2 separate regions of the Macaca mulatta genome follow, and region 1 is linked to region 2. The links are chromatin contacts, called in public Hi-C maps. All regions are on one chromosome and are shown on one strand. The core of a region is the stretch at or near the end of the contact, and the rest is flanking DNA. Distances in the headings are between cores, read along the strand shown. Region 1 holds the start of CCNT1 (cyclin T1). Region 2 holds the start of KANSL2 (KAT8 regulatory NSL complex subunit 2).

Region 1 (6,195 bases), core at 672-3,171, 41 kb before region 2:
CGTGGTTCCAGAAAAGCAGGAAGTGAATGGGAATTGCGTGAATGGGAAGACCAACGGAATTAGATTTAAGATCTACACTTATTAGTGGTGTAGTGAGGGCAAACTCCCAGAGCCTCAGTTTCTGTGTTGTGGGTGTTTTGCACATTTATCTGACAAAGATTTAGGGACTATTTACTACGGCCAGGACTTTACTAGGTAGGTGCCATACAAAAATGAAGGCATTGCTCTTGCCTTCAATTTCAATACAATGTAACAAATATTATAACATTAAGGGCTACTGAATATTTCCTAAGTATTGGGTACTATTATAAATACTTTTTACTCATTAAATCTTTACTCCCTTTCACAATCTAAAACATAGGTATTATCAAAGAAAAGAGGCATAGAGAGGTTAACTATCTTGCCAGCACCAAACAGTTATCAGACGCTGGAGCTGGGATATATCCGGTTTTTTTTTTTTTGTTTTTTTTTTGAGAAGCAGTCTTGCACTGTCGCCTAGGCTGGAGTGCAGTTAGATTTAGGCTCACTGCAACCTTCGCCTCCCGGGTTCAAATCATTCTCCTGCCTCAGCCTCCCGAGTAGCTGGGATTACAGGCGTGCGCCACCACACTTGGCTAATTTTTGTATTTTCAGTAGAGACGAGGTTTCACCATGTTGGCCAGGCTGGTCTCCAACTCCGGACTTCAGGTGATCCGCCCGCCTTGGCCTCCCAAACTGCTGGGATTACAGGCGTGAGCCACCGCGCCGGCAAAGGAGCTGGGAAATATCTTGACAGAGGGCAGGAATTTGCTAATCTCTGCAAGTGAGGGGTAGTGGTGGAGGCTGTTCACACTCAAGGGGCAGTATTAGTTCACCCATTAGCAAACGTACTTAAAAATTACCTCTTGAGAGTTCCGCTGAATAAATGAAACAGTATATTTAAGTCAGTATTGTGCATGGGACATGTAAGCTCTTAATGTTATTAATTTCATTTTATTCCTTTAAGTTGGATCACTGCGGCGAAACGTGAGAATGTTTTCATGAGTTTGGCTACACATTAAAGCGACCTCTCCAAATGGGTTGTCGTATTTTACATTGCTACCAACAACGTAACAGCCTTCTAGTTGCTTTATGTTCCCATATACGAAAGAGCCCCACCATTTGATTCTGTTTTTCAGTTTCTGACAGCCTCACCTACTTTCTCTTTCAAGTTCATCTGCCCCATTTTTATTTTATTTATTTTTTAGACGGAGTCTCTCGCTTTGTCACCCAGGCTGGAGGCTGGGGTGCAGTGGCGCGATCTCGGCTCACTGCGACCTCCGTCTCCCGGGTTCAAGCGATTCTCCTGCCTCAGCTTCCCGAGTAGCTGGGACTACAGGCGCACGCCACCACGCCCGGCTAATTTTGTATTTTTAGTAGAGACCGGGGTTTCGCCATATTGACCAGGCTGGTCTCGAACTCCTGACCTCGTGATCCGCCTGCTTCGGGCTCCCAAAGTGCTGAGATTACCGACGTGAACCACCGCGCGCGGTCCATCTGCCCCATTTTATATCACCACTGCAGTCACAAACTAAGTTCTCCTAAGAACCACCAAGCGGCGCGTGGGCGGGCGCCTCATACCACTACAATTGCGACCTCACAACCTAACCCCGGGCGCCAACGCTCAATCCGGTTCTCGCGGGAAGATTCATGGTTTTTAAGCGAGAACTTCTAAGCCCACGCCACCTCCCAAGGGTCACGTGACGCGCCTGCGTCCTCGCCTCAAGGTTTTTTTCTCGTCGCATATTGGCTGTTAACTCGGCTACGGGGTGTCGCGAGGTGCATTCCGGAAGTAGGTCCTTTGACTTTTGCTTTCTTTACGGAAGAGAGTCACAACCCGGCGGTCGACGCTTAGCGGAAGTTCGTCAAGTCGCAGTTGCCCCCGCACAGCGGATGTGGGTCGCCTCTTAGGTGACGCTGGGAAGTGTTTGCAGCCTCCGCCGCTGCCTTCTGGTTGAAGCATTATGGAGGGAGACAGGAAGAACAACAACAAACGGTGGTATTTCACTCGAGAACAGCTGGAAAATAGCCCATCCCGTCGATTTGGTGTGGACCCAGATAAAGAACTTTCTTATCGCCAGCAGGCGGCCAATCTGCTCCAGGACATGGGGCAGCGTCTTAACGTGTATCCTTGCGGCCTAGGCCTTCGGCCTTTGAGTTGGTCCCGCCATGCTCTGGCGTCTAGGTCTCAGGCTCTGGTGGGGGACGAAAGTGGGGAAGAAGGTGGGCAGAAGCTGGATGTCTAGTTGGGAGAGCCCACGATGGGGCGGGCTGAAACTCAGTTCGCGCTAGGGAAGCGAGGCGGAGTTGATTTCCCGCTCGCTCACCCGTGCCACCAACCTTGCTGGGCATTCGTATCCTTCCCGGCTTCGTGTTTTAACCAGCCCTTCCAACTCTCTCTTCGTTGTGTTCTGATCGGCTCTGGTGACGTTAAGTTTCTCATTTTCCGCTGTGCCCTAGGGGTTTGGGTCTGGCAGAGGTTTCTCTGTTGAGGGCTGCTTCCGAAACCTAGTGTGTAAATTTCGAGAAATTCAGTACCTGAAAGTCTTATAAAGGGTGGTCTAGAATTAATGCCTCAGCCTTGGTCCAAAATCCATTCCTCATCTGCTAGCTGTTTAAGTGACCTGTCAAATTCTTGGTCGTCTTGTCTATAAAATGGGATGATACCTCTTGTGTTTGATTCTGTGTCCATCACAATGCTTTGCATTAAGATGCTCAATTAGTAGCTGCTGTTTTATAGAATTTCAGAGGAAAGATGTTAGTTTACGTTTGTAGGGGTTACCCACGAATCTAATGTTTTAAATCGTTTACAAAATACTGGGTCCTTAAGTTACTTAGAGTGGTGGTGTGTATTTCATTTTCTTTCTATTTCAAAAATGAGGTAACGGCCGGGTGCGGTGGCTCACACCTGTAATCTCTGCACTTCTGGGAGGCCGAGGCGGGTGGATCACCTGAGGTCAGGAGTTCGAGACCAGCCTGGCCAACATAATTAAACCCCTGTCTACTAAAAATACAAAAAATTACCCCGGCTTAGTGGCGGGCAGCTGTAATCCCAGCTAGTCAGGAGGCTGAGGCAGGAGAATCGCTTGAACCCGGGAGGTGGAGGTTGCAGTGAGCCGAGATCGCGCCACTACACTCCAGCTTGGGCAACAATAGTGAAACTCCGTCTCAGAAAAAAAAATTTTAAAAAAAATGAGGTATCCTCTCCCACATATTTTTGTTTGTCAGGAAATACACTTATTTTGTGGTGGAGAAAACTTGTATAGTTTTAAAGTTCTTTCCACTCTGTGTGTGAAAATTTTCTTGGGTGCAGCTTCTATTTAAATGTGTGGCTGACAGTAATGTTTGTATCTTAAGGGTGTGTGCATCTCAAAATGGGTGTCTTTTTTATCGCCAGTTTGTTTCCTGCTGATGTCCAGATGTGTTTCCTAAGCATCCTATCAGTACGGAGTAAATCTTTTTGTTCGAAATTCTATTTCAGTGTATCCTTAAAACGCTTTCCTTTTTGTATGTGTGTTGTCATTAAGGTTGTCAGCCAGGCGCGGTGGATCGCACCTGTAATACCAGCACTTTGGGAGGCCCAGGCGGGTCGATCACTTGAGGCCAGGAGTTCAAGACCAGCCTGGCCAAAATGGTGAAACCCCGTCCCTACTAAAAATACAAAAATTAGCCATGTTTGGTGGCGAGTGCCTATAATCTCAGCTACTGGGGAAGCTAAGGCAGGAGAATCGCTCGAATTTGGGAGGCAGAGGTTTCAGTGAGCCAAGATGGTACCAGTGCACTCCAGCCTGGGCGACAGAGCGAGACTCTGCCCCCTCAAAAAAAGGCTGTTGTAATTTGGGACTGCATCATCTCTCTACCCCATATTGTCTGCTGAAGTTTTTAGAAGTAAGGCATTTACAAGTTTTTTGTTCCTCTTCAGTTAATGAATTATCAGATCATTTCAGATGTTTCCTGTCCCGTGGATCACCACATGAGAAGGCTTGGTTGCCAGAGAGAAGTGGAACTGAAAATAATTTAGGCCGGGTGTGGTGGCTCATGCCTGTAATCCCAGCACTTTGGGAGACTGAGGCGGGTGGATCACTTGAGGTCAGGAGTTCGACACCAGCCTGGCCAACAAGGTGAAACCCCATCTCTACTAAAAATACAAAAATTAGCCAGGCGTGGTGGCCCAGCCGGTAGTCCCAGCTACTTGGGAGGCTGAGGCAGGAGAATTGCTTGATCCCAGGAGGTGAAGGTTTCAGCGAGCTGAGGTTGTGCCACTGCACTCAGCCTGGGTGACAGAACGAGACTCTGTCTGAAAAAAAAAAAAAGAAAGTAATTTAGTTGATGGAGTTTAGCAGGTGAGAGAGGTAGTGGAGACATACCTATGGGCCAGATCAGGGTGGGCGCTGTAAATCATATTAGATTATAGATATCTGCCACCATGCCTGGCTAATTTTTGTGTTTTTAGTCAAGGAGGGGTTTCGCCATGTTGCCCAAACTGGTCTCAAACTCCTGACCTCAGGTGATCCACCTGCCTCTGCCTCTACCCAAAGTCCTGGGATTACAGGTGTGAACCACCGTGCCCAGCCAGGCCTTATAAATTGGTTTTTTTTTTTTTTTTGGAGATGGAGTTTTGTTCTTGTTGCCCAGGCTGGAGTGCAATGGCGTGATCTTGGCTCTCCGCAACCTCCGCCTCCCATTTCAAGCGATTCTCCTGCCTCAACCTCCCGAGTAGCTGGGATTACAGGCATGCCCCACCACGCCCAGCTAATTTTCTATTTTTAGTAGAGATGGGGTTTCTCTGTGTTGGTCAGGCTGGTCTCGAACTCCTGACCTCAGGTGATCTGCACCCCCTTCGGCTTCCCAAAGTGTTGAGATTACAGGAGTGAGCCACCGCACCCGGCCGCCTTATATAGTTTTTTTAAAACTCTGTCTAGATCCATGCATCTTGATATGTTTGTTTATTCATTCAGTACATTTATATTAAATATTTGTTATGTGTAAGCCATTGTAATAAGTGTCAGTTGGTGATTAGTAATTTGGTGAAAGAAAACAGACATATTCTTTGATTTGGAGAGATAAGTATGATTTTCATTTAGTAGCATCTACTTGCTTGGCCATTTCATCCTTTTGGGAGGGAGATAGAGGTTATCTTTTCCAGAATTATACCTGCCTGTTTTTGGATCTTAACTTGAACTCTTCAGCTCGCAATTGACTATCAACACTGCTATAGTATACATGCATCGATTCTACATGATTCAGTCCTTCACACAGTTTCCTGGAAATGTAAGTATAATTTTTTTTTTTTTTTTTATGGTGTAATCCTTTTGTGATTGATTCCAACTACCTATTCCATTTGTGGTTGGTCTTTGCTACTGAACTGTGACTTGAACTTTAGAATTTAGGGTTGATCAGTTTCATTATGCGCTGTGTTGCTGTTCTGAATCCAGCTTTTCATTTTTCCTGTTAAGTGTCTGCTTGTCTAGTGGATTTATAGTACATCCATGTCAATTCTCTAAAGTAGATTAGGCCGGGTGCAGTGGCTCACAACTGTAATCCCACACTTTGAGAGACGGAGATGGGAGGATCACTTGAGCCCAGGAGTTCAAAACCAGCCTGGGCAACATAATGAGACCTAATTTCTACAAAATATCAAAACAAAAACAAAAACCAAGTAGCTGGGTGTGGTGGTATGCATCTGTGGTCTCAGCTACTCCAGAGGCTGGCAAGAGGATTGCTTGAACTCAGGGAGTTGAGGATGCAGTGAGCCAAGATCGAGTCACTGCACTCCAGCCTGGGCATCAGAGTGAGACCCTGTCCCCAAAAAAACCCCCAAAAACAGATTATCAGACATCTAAAGTCAACATTTTGAGATTGGAGGAGTAACATTAAAGGGGAAATCATGTGTAATTTACGTATAGCTTTATTTTTCTTGCTGGGGCAGGGAGACAGGCAGGGTCTTGCCCTGTTGTCCATGGTGGAGTGCAGTGGTTTGATTATAGTTCATTGCAGCCTTAACCTTCTGGTCTCAAGCAGTCCTCCTGCCTTAGCCTCCCAAGTGACTGGGACCACAGGCCTGCCACGATCCCTGGCAATTAAAAAAATTTTTTTGTGGAGATAGGGTCTCCCTATGTTGCCCAGCCTGGTCTCAAACTCCAGGGCTCAAGGGATCCTTCCGCCTCCACCTTCTAA
Region 2 (6,007 bases), core at 1,169-3,668:
GTCTCCACTAAAAATATAAAAAAATTAGCCGAGCGCGGTGGTGCACACCTGTTGTCCCAGTTACTGGGGGGAGGCTGAGGAAGAAGAATCACTTGAACCCCGGAGGCGGAGGTTGCAGCGAGCGGAGATTATGCCACTGCACCCCAGCCTGGGCGACAGAGCAAGACTCGGTCACAAGAAAAAAAGAAAAAAAAAAAAAAAAAGGAAGTGGTTCTAAATAGTAATATTTTGTCTGTCTTGGACTTACAAGAAGGATTCTTTTTTCAACTAAGACCTTCAGTAAATTCATTAAAAGAAAGTCTTTGTTTCTTCCCCATCTATTCCTGTGTCTCTTCATATTGTTCACTACGGTAGTTTTAATGTTGCTTTTTGATATTACTACATTTGGTTGCAGATTCGGATTCCCAAGTTTTCTGTGACATGATTGCCTCTGGCTATTTTTTAATTATAGGGTGTTTGTAACAAAACATCTTTTTTGTACTCCTGAGGGTTGGTCTGTTTGCTTATGTATATAAATCATTGTTGTTAATATTATGTTTGTATTGCATCCATAATCCCAAACTATCCTAGAATGTTCACTCCAAGAGAGCAGGGTTATCTTCCTTGTTCTCTCCTGGCACTTAGGTGCTCAATAAATATTTGTTGAATGAATGAATTTCAAGCCTTCTGAGATCGAACTCCTGAGCTCAGGCGATCTTCCCACCTCAGCTTCTCGAAGTGCTGGGATTACAGGGGTGAACCATGACGCTCAGCCTGAGTGTTTTTCTTGAGGGCTGTAGAATCTTTATGCTCACTTCCACTGTGACTTATGCTCACTTGCTTATTAGGCATGGATAAAACATCTTTCTTAAACTGACAGCAGATAAGGGATGCTGGAAGGCAAAAAATGTCTAGAAGGGTTATGGGAAGAAAGCGAGGAATCATTTCTACAAGTGGCAGAGATGACAGAAAGATGCTTTGAAACTAAAAATCCTTAAAGGATGGTATGATTGGTATTGTGTCTGTCGTTATGATACCTGCATTATTTAGCATGGAATTTTAAAGACAGGGTACACAGTTATGAGAAGCAGCCCTAAACTAGAACAAATATTTCCTTATTCTCAGTCCAATGCTCTTTACTATATAAGCGGCAATAAGGGATGAAGGATGTTGAGTTCAAATTCGTCTTCTTTTCCCATTTACTAGCTATGTCCCATTCTGTTCCTCAGTCCTCTTATCTGTAAAATTGACATAATACTAACCTCTACCTCTTAGGGTTGCTTTGAAAAATTCAATGAATTTATATATGTAATTCCCAGAATCAGTAAACACCCAAAAAATGTTTCTCAGGGTTCTCCACACCAAATGTTCGGTACATGTATTGAACTGTTCACAAAAGAAAACTAAAGACGTTTTATATGCAAACAGTGATCCTGGCCGGGCGCGGTGGCTCACGCCTGTAATTCCAGCACTTTGGGAGGCCGAGGCGGGCGGATCACCTGAGGTCGGGAGTTCGAGACCAGCCTGACCAACATGGAGAAACCCCGTCTCTACTAAAAAATACAAAATTAGCCGGACGTGGTGGCACATGCCTATAATCCCAGCCACTAGGGAGGCTGAGGCAGGAGAATCGCTTGAACCTGGGAGGCGGAGGTTGCAGTGAGCCGAGATTGTGCCATTGCACTCCAGCCTGGGCAAAAAGAGTGAAACTCCATCTCAAAAACAAAACAAAAAACAAAAAACAAAAACAGTGATCCTCCAGCCTCTGTCTATGTCTGATTTAAAAAAAAAAATTTTATTTTTTTCGAGACGGAGTTTCGCTCTTGTTGCCCACGCTGGAGTGCAATGGCGCGATCTCGGCTCACCGCAATCTCCGCCTCCCGGATTCAAGCGATTCTCCTGCCTCAGCCTCCCGAGTAGCTGGGATTACAGGCATGCACCACCACGCCCTGCTAATTTCGTAGTTTTAGTAGAGACGGGGTTTCTCCATGTTGGTCAGGCTGGTCTCGAGCTCCCGACCTCCGGTGATCCGCCCGCCTCAGCCTCCCAAAGTGCTGGGATTACAGGCGTGAGCCACCGCGCCCGGCTTGTCTGATTTTATGCTAGCTGTGTACAGTGGTGAGGGAACAGCAGCCTAGGACCACAGACTGAGGGTTCAAAAGTAGCCGGAAAACGAGCCACGCTGCAAGTTGGAAAAATATGACTAGCTGGCAACCCGCCCCACAGCCCGCTCTCCGCCCCCTTCCCCAGCTCACTCTCCTCGGGGCGGAGTTGCTGACAGTCATAGCCACCCCAACCGCGCATTTTCTCAGCGCTCCGCCCTTCCAGACACGATAGGTAGTGGGCCTCGGCCAATGGCAACACCCCGTCATAGGCGCGGTAGCCAATCAGTAGCCAGGAGTCCGGAAAGGAGCGAGGCCAATCTAGGAGCCGCGGCCGCCACCAGAGTAGGGCTAGCGGCGCGGCAGAGCGCGGCGGAGCGCGGCGCAGCGCCTGAGGTAAGATGGCGGCGTTCCTTGCTCTAAGCTCTTGCAGTTGGGCTGCTATTTCGCCTTTTTTGTCAACTCAGAGCTGCTGTTTCGCCTCAAAGCAGTGTCAGAGTCAGTCTTCTTCCTACAGGCTTCAAGGAGCCAGGATCTCTGGTGACCGGAGTAGGACAAAATGGCGCTCGCATGGACTTCCGAGGCCGGGCCCAGTCGTGTGCTCTGAGGCAGGCCGGGACAAAGGCGGTGTGCAGGGAGGCAGCGTGGCCGTCGCGTGGGCCTGGCGTTGTCGCTTCCCTTCATGCTGCAGCTGTGCGAGTCCTGAAGATACATTCAGCGTGGTGGGGTTCGGGGTGGGGCCGGGCATGGAGGGACAAGCTAAAGAGAGGGAAAGCCACAAATGCCTGTGGAGACCTGGGGAGGGCGGCGGGCAGTTAGGGAGCGTACCTTACGGGGCCGACTTCTGCCTCTCTTTTGGAAACTGCCCGCGGCATCTGTCCAGATACGGTGGAGCAGGAATTTTCGGGAAGGGTAAAGGCTTTCTGATTTTTATTTTGACCCCGCAGGTTTTGGTTATGAACAGGATTCGGATTCACGTCCTGCCAACCAATCGGGGGAGGATCACTCCAGTGCCCAGGTCTCAGGAACCTCTGTCTTGTGCATTCACTCATCGTCCATGCTCTCAGCCTCGTCTGGAGGGGCAGGAGTTTTGCATTAAGCATATCCTTGAAGACAAGAATGCACCCTTCAAGCAGTGTAGTTATATATCGACGAAGAATGGAAAAAGATGTCCCAGTGCTGCCCCAAAGCCAGAGAAGAAAGATGGGTATGTATGTATAGATATATATGTCGTTTGTCTTAAAGCGAGGGGGTGTGTGATATGATGTGGGCTTCAGCATAGCTGCCGCGTTTGAGATCACGTCCTTGTAAATTTGGGGTTATGGTTGTATCCTTGGAAAATTGAAAAAACGGTGAAGACTGGAAGGACCCTTGAATTGGATTACTTAGTTCACCTCTTTGGTTCTTTTCCCTTATCTGTAGTAAAATAAAGGCATATTCTAAATTACTTTTTTTTTTTTTTTTTTTAAGAGAGATGGAGTCTTGCTGTTTTAACCAGGCTGGTCTCAAACTCCTGGCCTCAAGGTGTCCTCCCATCTCGGTCTCCCAGAGTGCTGGGATTACAGGCGTGAACCACCGTGCCCGACCCTAAAATTAATCTTTTTTTCTTTCTTTTTTTTTTTTTTTTTTTTTTGAGACAGAGTCTCCCTTTATTCCCCAGGCTGGAGTGCGGTGGTGATCTCGGCTCACTGCAACCTCCGCCTCCCAGGTTCAAGCGATTCTCCTGCCTCCCAAGTAGCTGGGACTTAAGGCGTGCGCCACCACGCCTGGCTAATTTTTGTACTTTTTAGTAGAGACGGGTTTTCACCATGTTGGCCAGGCTGATTTTGAACTCCTGACCTCAGGTGATCCATCCGCTTCGGCCCTCCAGAGTGTTGGGATTACTGGCGTGAGCCAGGGCACCCAGCCCCTAAAATTATTCTTAATGGAGGGATGTGTGGCTCTATTTGGCTGTCCATGAATTTTGTTAAATAACATGCAAAGTTGTATATGTGTGAATTCTTCTGTAAGAGGGTTCATAGTTTTCATCATGTATGCAAAGGTATCTATGCAAAAACATAACCTGACTAGATAATTTTGTACATATCTTGTAGTTTTAAAATTGTGTCCCTGGCTGGTCGCAGTGGCTCATGCCTGTAGTCCCAGTACTTTGGGAGGCCACAGCAGGAGGATCACTTGAGGCCAGGAGTTGGAGACCAACCCGAGCAATATAGTGAGACCACGTCTCTACAAAAGATTAAAAAATTCGCTGGGCATAATGTCTTGGGCATGTAGTCCCAGCTTCTTGGGTGTATCAAGAGATGGGAGGATCACTTGAGCCTGGGAGTTCCAGACCAGACTTGGCAACATAGACTTTGTTTCTACAAAAAACTAAAAAAAATTTGCCGGTACAGTGGTGCATGCCTATAGTTCTAGCTATTTTGAAGCTGAGGCAGGAGGATCACTTGAACCAAGCAGTTTAAGGCTACAGTGAGCTATGATTGCATGACTGCACTTTAGTCTGGGCAACAGAGCAAGACCCAATCCCTTGCCTCAGCCTCCTAAAGTGCTGGGATTACAGGGGTGAACCGCTTCATCCGGCCTGTTACTTTCCTTTAATAAAAAGTCAATGAGTTGACCTTGGGCCAGTTAAATTCCTCTGACTTGCATTTTTAGAAATGAATGTAATAATCATTTTAATTCCCTGAAAATGATTTAAAGATTAGGGACTATGAAAATTATTGAATGCTTTCAAGAAGGGACTTATAAAATATTAATGTTTTGTCTCTTTAGGGTGTCCTTCTGTGCTGAACATGTCCGTAGGAATGCCCTGGCACTTCATGCTCAAATGAAGAAGACCAACCCAGGGCCTATGGGTGAAACACTCCTGTGCCAGCTCAGCTCATATGCTAAGACAGAGCTGGGGTCTCAGACTCCAGAAAGTAGTCGCAGTGAAGCCAGCCGAATACTAGGTAAGGATCTTCTCTCCTGGAATGAAAAAGGAGGAAGAAAGTTAAGGGGGAACTGTTTTGGGTTAGCACAATGCCTTGAACTATTTGGCAATATTGTTAATTCATCAGGAATTTGTTGAGAATTCCGGGATTGCTTTGTTGTTTACCAATTCTTTTGAATTTGAAGTAGTGTTTGCCTAGGTTTACTCTCCTGAGTTGGTGACCATTTCTTTCATTGCTTTTTTAATGCTCAGCAGCTTTGTTACGTAATTTCAGGAAACAATAATTTTAAGTTGATTTTTCTGTTTAAGAGGGCATGGTGTACTCATTTGTGTTGTAAGTAATCATACTGGGTTGTATTTTGTTAAAGCGTTTTTATTTCCCAGTGCCTTTGTACAAAGTTTTTTTTTTTTTTTTTTTTAATTTCAAGGTTTGGGTTGATAAGTAATCTAGTTTTGTGTGGTGGAGTTACAGAGGTGGGAAGTCTTAATGGCTGCTCTCCCTTCCTTGCCTCAGATGAAGACAGCTGGAGTGATGGGGAGCAGGAACCCATTACTGTGGATCAGACATGGAGAGGTGACCCTGACAGTGAAGCTGATAGCATAGACAGTGATCAAGAAGATCCCTTAAAGTAAGTTGTAACTCCACATAAGGCATTTGAAATGTAGTTAGTATGTGGAATGTGGCGCTGCATGCTGTTAATAAATTAATAACCTAGGAGGGTTGAAGACAGCCATTTGTCAGCAGTAAGAGATTCTGTATATAAAAGCGGCATGGTTCGTTGTCATCTTGCTTCAAGGCAGGATGATTCTTTTTTAGAAGTCTTGTAATTTAGAAAAAGTTTGAACACCACATTCTACATATGAGAAAGTATAGGGGAGAAAACAGGAAATTTAGACATGGGAGTGTGGGAGGTGGATTGAGAAACGGTCACACCAGTTTAGAGAAGAGAAAATGGTTGTGAATGGGTACTTGGCCTAAAACTCAGAAATAATG

What was found. Hi-C and Micro-C count contacts between places; a contact is called where the count stands out from the background.
Region 1: a Hi-C map of CD4 T cells shows a contact between it and region 2, with 2.4 times the contacts expected there. The contact joins the promoter of CCNT1 here to the promoter of KANSL2 in region 2. A contact is called at or near these places in 3 of 14 Hi-C or Micro-C datasets (CD4 T cells, blood and fetal cortical plate).

The regions. Positions count from the first base shown.
Region 1 is chr11:55,879,028-55,885,222 of T2T-MMU8v2.0, reverse strand. CCNT1 (cyclin T1) reads left to right here and starts at 1,921. Exons shown (of 7, transcript XM_077954022.1): 1 at 1,921-2,143; 2 at 5,208-5,289. The coding sequence starts at 1,983.
Region 2 is chr11:55,838,966-55,844,972 of T2T-MMU8v2.0, reverse strand. KANSL2 (KAT8 regulatory NSL complex subunit 2) reads left to right here and starts at 2,418. Exons shown (of 12, transcript XR_013401014.1): 1 at 2,418-2,477; 2 at 2,599-2,774; 3 at 3,029-3,288; 4 at 4,854-5,032; 5 at 5,528-5,642.